Regions from separate parts of the Oryctolagus cuniculus genome. Here region 1 is linked to region 2. The links are chromatin contacts, called in public Micro-C maps. All regions are on one chromosome and are shown on one strand. The core of a region is the stretch at or near the end of the contact, and the rest is flanking DNA. Distances in the headings are between cores, read along the strand shown.

Region 1 (3,098 bases), core at 404-2,903, 120 kb after region 2:
TGCTCAGGTGAGCCTCCAGCTCAGGTCTCTTAGACTTCAGGAAGACGTGTGTGGCTTTTAGTTGTAATAAATACACCATCCTGCTTGTGTTGTATTTAAAATGATTTACCTTACATCAGTTTGCGCTCCTTGGTTACCTTCTGCGTGGGCAGAGGGAAGAAACAATGCCATGAGAATGTGGCTGTGAACAATGAGGGGAGCCGAGTTGGGGGGTGATGCTTGTTGTTTTCTTGATCTTCTTCCAGGAAGAGTGACCCGACCCTGACTTTGCTTGTACATTGTTGGTTTGGGGTGCATGGTGGTTAGTACCTTCTGCCTTTGTCTTCCGCTGTGAGAGGAAGCCTGCTGAATGGAGGCTTGGTCACAGGGCACGTCTCTTTCCCTTCTTTTCTGCTTTGTCTGAGCAGGAGTGGTAAGGATATTTTCAATGTTGTGATACATCTATTGCATGCATTTGATGTTTATGTGTGTCTCATACAGTGACGCTGGGGATAAAATAATAGCTGTCATGATGAGACGGTGGTGAGACAGTTACTGTATGCCAGGACTTCAAAAGTTCATGGGAACATCTTGTATTAAAAGATACATTTGTTTTGGTGCAAAAATTTTTTTGAAATCCATGGATAGTTTTCCTGTAATATGCAAAGTTTGGAGACCTCTCAGATGCATGGATTTCACCTTTTTAGCACAAAAATAAGCTTTTAATTCTATTTCGCTGTTTTTTTTTGAGTTTTTTGAGTTTTTTTTGAAGTACCTTCTTAGTATTTCAATGAATCATCACTCACCCAACTTTGTAATGTAGATAACCTGAGCTCGGACAAAACAAACCCAGAAAAGATACTTTGCTGGCCTAGGTGGCCCCTGGAAATGGTGGAGCTGGCTTGCCTCTGAGTTTGACTGCAGCAGGCACGGCCCCAGCTGCTATGCTGCGTGGTTGTGTGCATGTACTGGCCGTGCCTGTGGCTCAGCCTGTGGATTACCTGGTGGCGCTCTAAGTGGTAAGGAGGGAGCTTTGCAAGCCTCCTTGGCTGAGGAGGTGGACTTGTGTTCTTTCGGTGAGAGTGGGAGCTCAGGACCCCAGTGCAATGGAGCCTGCTGGGAGCCTGCTGTTTATTGGGTAGGCAAGCAGGTGCTTCAGCATTTCCCCTTGGTGTCTTCCGAGGACTTGTCTCCTCCAAAAGGGCTGTGAAGCCAAACACAAGCTGTCAGCTGTTGCCCAGGTCACCGGTGAGAGGCTGACTTCCAGAGATCTGAAAACCAGCCGCCGTCAACCCCAGGCGTCTCCCCTCTCTCTGTTGCTCAGTCCAGGAGGCCTTCCCCCACGGCATCGTCCACCACAGCTACAACCTGCGCCGGCTGATAGGGCTGGTGGTTTTCCAGGCAGCCGGCATGGCCCACCTGCTTCCCCTTTTGCCTCTGAAAGAAACCCCGGTGCTGGGGCTTTCACTCTGTTGATAAAGGAGAAGGAGCGTGCAAGCGAGCGAGCGTGCAAGAGCTGGGGAGCAAGCGTGCCTGCAGCTCCTCCCCAGGGCACAGATCCCCTGGAGGGAAAGAACACGCAGTGCTGGCCTTTGGAATGGGCAGCCAGTGTACTGTTCTCCGTCTGATAAGAGGTACTGTAAATAAAACTGTACACTGTGGCCTGCTGTAAAGTGCTCTGCGTCTGTACTCATTGTTCTGACAGCTTGGGCTTTTTTTGGGTCTGCTGTTGGGTACACTCTGTACTTCCTTATGTAAGCAGGCATGCATATCTCATCAGAACAGTCAAGATGTTTATTTTAAAATCTCAAGGAATTAAAAAAAAAAAAAAGGACACACCACTCCACATTGGATGCTGGCAAACGTGGCGTGTTTTTCCAGTGCTTCCTTTGCTTTCTGTGTTTTCCTTATTATCGCAGAACGAGGCGGGGAGAGGCTTGGGAGAGGGAGGGCTTTGAGGGCTTCTGTCTGTCTCTCATTGGCTTCTGCCTGGTATCCTGGAAGAGACCCCACTCCTCAGATGCCTTCAGCGTCATTGACCCCTTCCTCAATGTGCAGGATCCTCTGACCCCGTTTCTGGTTAGGGCAAGGAGAGAGTCCAGAGGTGGTGGCTGGGGTGTGTGTGTGGTGGTGATGGTGGGGTAGCTGAGGCTGGGGTGTGTGTGTGTGGTGGGGTAGCTGAGGCTGGTGTGTGTGTGTGTGTGTGTGTGGTGGGGTAGCTGAGGCTGGGGTGTGTGTGTGTGTGTGTGTGTGGTGGGGGTAGCTGAGGCTGGTGTGTGTGTGTGTGTGGTGGGGGTAGCTGAGGCTGGGGTGTGTGTGTGGGGTAGCTGAGGGGAGCTGTCCCCAGCCTCTGCTGCATTTCAGCTCTGTTGTGGCTGGGATCCTGGCATTTAGAGAAAGCTTTCTGTGTTTGTGCTTTCCTGTCTGCTTCCTCCTTTGATTCCTGCACGCAAGTCGGAGTGAGCTTTAGCACAGAGTGAACGCTGCCCCGGGGCTGGCAGACTCAGCGCAGCCTCAGCGTCCAGTGGATTTATAGTGTCCGTGTCGTCTTGTCACCAAATTATAACCTGCTCTCAACCATCTTCCTTTAGCCCCTGTCTAACCTCCTGGAAGAGTCAGGAAGTTAGGGGGAAATGAGAGCAAACTAGGAGTCAGGAAAACCCCGACTGTCAGCCATCCCTCGAGCATCCTTGAGCCCTCTTCTACAGGGCCCTGGGGGACTGGCAGGCACGGGATGTCTGTCTATCTGCGCACCCCACCTCCAAGGTTTAGTTCATTTATTTGAAAGGGGATAGAAGGAGAGAAACAGATATCTTCTGTTTGTTGGTTCACTCCCTGAATGACTGCAAAGGCCAGGGCTGGGCCGATCAGAGCCAGGAGCTTCTTCCAGGTCTCCCACGTGGGTGCAAGGGCCCAAGCACTTGGGCCATCTTCCACTGCTTTCCAGGGTGCATTAGCAGGGAGCCAAATCAGAAATGAAGCAGCCAGGACTTGAACCGGTGCCTGTATGGGATGCTGACACTGTAGCCGGAGGCTTACCATTCCATGCCACAGCACAGGCTCCTCTGCCTGTCTCTTTAACAGCTGGGAACACTGACTCTCAGATGAGCTCAGTGCCT
Region 2 (3,094 bases), core at 550-3,049:
TGGCATGGGGTGGAGGGGTGGGAGAGGCAGGGGCCAGGGAGGGAATGTTCTTTCTCTTCTATCGTTTCCAGAGATTCTCTGATTTGAGGATTAATAGGAGATTAGGTTCAGGGGTTAATGGTGTGCTTCTGTACTGCCCTGGGGAGGAGAGAGTGGGTGGCTGCGGACAGCTGGGCAGCAACCTCCAGCCAGCACCATCTAGGCAGAAGCTCAACAAGTGAATGATTCGTCAGCTTCTCTGGCTGGTGCCAGGTGAGTCTTTCTTCCTCTCCTTCCGTTCGCTCCATTCTTGATCTGCTTGCACCTCAGTTCTTTCTGGACCCTAGATTTTAGCTAGGAAAAGAGTTAGGTTCTAAATAGGGGCTGCCTTTCACTGTATCATGGTGAAATGAGTCACCTGGGGCTGACTCTCCCCTCCCTGTGAGTTTGCCGGTGTGGCGTACCTGGCTGTCCCTTTCCTGTACTTCCAGTCTCAGACTCCTGCTGGTGGGGGCATTTTCCCTACAAGTAGGAGACCGGAGCCAGGCTTGCAGGAGTGGAATGAATGCCCTGTCCATTGGCAGCTCTGTGAGTTCGGATCAGTTCCAATATGCAAACTCTGCCCCCAGGTCTTCCCCTTTTTGTCTCTGTCCGGCTTCTGCTACCTTCCATCACATCACAGTTCTAGGGCCGGCCCAGTGCCAGGGATTCCACGCTAGTTCTGCGGAAAACCTTTGGCCCACCCGCCAGGCAAGGAGGGAACACTCAGATTCAGTGACTGACGCCTGGCGCTGCTAAAGCCGCCTGACGTCGCGGACTGACTGCACTGAGACCCCTGGATGGCGCTCTTGCCGCCCCCATCCTCCTAGCGTCTGGACTCCAGCCGGAGGCCTGCACGGCGCTGGGAAGAGCGCTTCCCACCTTTTGCCCCGCGCCTCCGGCTGGCTCCATAAAAAAGAGGGGGAAGGGAGCTTTCCGCAGCTCGGGGAAGGCCGGTTTCCTACGGTGGCTGCTCCCGGGGGTTAGCGGTGCGAACTCTGCCCTCCGGAGTGCGTGCGGAGGGGTAATGGGGGGGGGGGGGGCTAGGGAGCCCGGGAGGAGGACGCCCTGCAGGGCGGTCTCGAGCGTTTCCAAGCTGCCACCGGCCCCGAAGACTGCGCTGAGCAGTCCGTCTAGGGGGTAGAGGGACTGAGCCGAAGAAGAAAAAGTTTCTCTCCGGTCTCGACCTCAGCCTCCAGTGACCGCGGCTGCCAAAACGGGGCGCCCCCATGGACAGCACATCCTCGGGAACCCCTGGCACCTAGTTCAGTAGAACCCGCTGGCTCTGCGCCCCGAGACTTCTTGCCCCCAGATGCTCATGCCCGGCGGCGCGCGGGGTCCGAGGGGCTGAAGGCGCTTGGGCGTGGGCTGGGCACTTTGGCAAACAGGGGTCCTGAGAGGCGGGCGCAAAGCGGGAGAAAAAGTGAAAGGCTAGGGGGCAAACGCTGGAGCCCAGCACAAAACCCCGCGCTTGGAGCGCCGGAGTGGGAGAAACAAATCCGCGCCCAGTGGCAATGAAAAAGCTGCGAGTGAGGTGGGAGCTGCCCCTGGCCCCCCAGGGCCCGCACGGAGCGTTGCGAGCCCCCGCCCGGCCTCCCCATCACCGGCCCTGGCGTGCTCCCGGCTGGGCCGGAGCGCGGCGGCCGCGGCGCCCCAGCAGCAGCTAGGTGTCAGGCGAAGCCCGGGGCGCCGAGCGCCGCGCAGGCAGAGCGGGTGGGGCGGGGAGCGCGCACGGGCTGGGCCGGCGCGGGGGGTGGGCGGGCTGAGCCCGGGGACAGCGCGGGAGGGGGAGGAGGGGGCAGCTGTGGGCAGGGAGCCGGGCTCGGCCGCCAGCACTAAAGATGGAGAGGCGCCGGGGCCTCGCAGGGGAGGGGGCTCGGCGTTGACGTGAGACGCGGCGGAGGCGCCGCAGCCGGTGGTGATTTGCTAACCTCACAGCACACAGGAGTTGAGGGCGATGAGAGCGGGTACTGCGAACTGCCGGGCGATGCCGCCGCTGCCGCCGTGAACCCGAGAGCAACAGTTCCTCCAGCAACACCCCTCCCCGACGCAGGCACACACCCCCCGGCAGGCCCGCACGCCCACCCCACGGCGCCCGGCTCGGCAGCGGTGAGTGGGGGCCCGGGGAGGGGCGCACCGCCCAGCCAGCGCCGCGCGCCCGGGCGCCCCGGGGCCGGAGAGGTCGGGGGGGTGGCGCGTCCGCTCGGGCCACTCGGCCGCTGCGCTTGGACCTTATTTCATCCCGCGTGTTCCTTTCCTGCGCTGCAGCCGCCGCCGCCACCGGTTGGGGTCAGCTCCAAGAGGGGAGCCCCGGCTGTCAGCTTGGGCGCAGCTGCCTCCCCAGCCTTTCCTCCGCAGGGCACGGTCCGGGTGAGAGGCGGGGAGCTGGGGCGCGAGCATAGGGTCGGGGATCGCGAGGCTTTATACAGCCAGGGGCCGGTGGGGGCTCATATGTATGCGGACGGCTGCGCGGGCGTGAGCGAGGCTTGTGGCTTATTTATTTGTTTATTTGCCGGCCGGCTGGGAAGCTAGACTGAGAGGGGCTGGCGAGTGGATCTGGGGCCGAGGCGAGCAGGATTGGGACACGTTTGGATTTTGTTTTCTCTTTGAAAAATCCTAGTGGGCCCTTCTTTCTTGATTGGACTTGATCCCCCATTTTTTGGGGGGGGTAGGGTGGAGAGGGAGAGAAGCTCCGAGGGGCGCCAGTGCTCCGGGCCCTCCTCGGCTCTCGGCAGGATTGGCCGTGGCGCCGGAGCTCGCCGTGCGCTCCCGGCCGCGCTCGGTGGGCGCCCCGGCTCTGCACCTGATGCGTGCGGGATGCCTTTGCCACCACGGCGCGCCAGCGGCCGGCTCTCGCAGCCCCTGGCGCACTCCCGCACGCGCCCTAAACGCGCAGATCCTGCCGGCCTGCGACCCACTGAAACGCACAGACGCGCTCCGCACCGGCTAGCTCGCCGCCTCCCCGGGTCGCTCGCCACGTCCCCGGGCCCGGCACGCCCGGCGGCTGCTGCCGCTGGCCCGAAACCGGGAACCTTGCTCATTGCTCCCCGGGGGTCACGGCCCTGGGTCGGAGCCG

What was found. Hi-C and Micro-C count contacts between places; a contact is called where the count stands out from the background.
Region 1: a Micro-C map of ear pinna shows a contact between it and region 2, with 4 times the contacts expected there. The contact joins the enhancer-like site here to the promoter of ZBTB16 in region 2. A contact is called at or near these places in 3 of 6 Hi-C or Micro-C datasets (ear pinna, psoas muscle and an unstated tissue).

Annotation. Positions count from the first base shown.
Region 1 is chr1:106,067,743-106,070,840 of mOryCun1.1, forward strand. All of the region lies in intron 3 of ZBTB16 (zinc finger and BTB domain containing 16), which reads left to right. Among named protein-coding and RNA genes, the nearest start is that of ZBTB16, 120 kb to the left of the region's middle. Within about 2 kb of position 1,654, at least 5 of the 8 cell types and tissues checked have an H3K27ac peak or open chromatin away from gene starts, as enhancers often do. A contact at or near this core is called in ear pinna, where this site is marked.
Region 2 is chr1:105,950,941-105,954,034 of mOryCun1.1, forward strand. It overlaps ZBTB16 (zinc finger and BTB domain containing 16), which reads left to right and starts at 1,800. Exons shown (of 7, transcript XM_002708425.5): 1 at 1,800-2,127.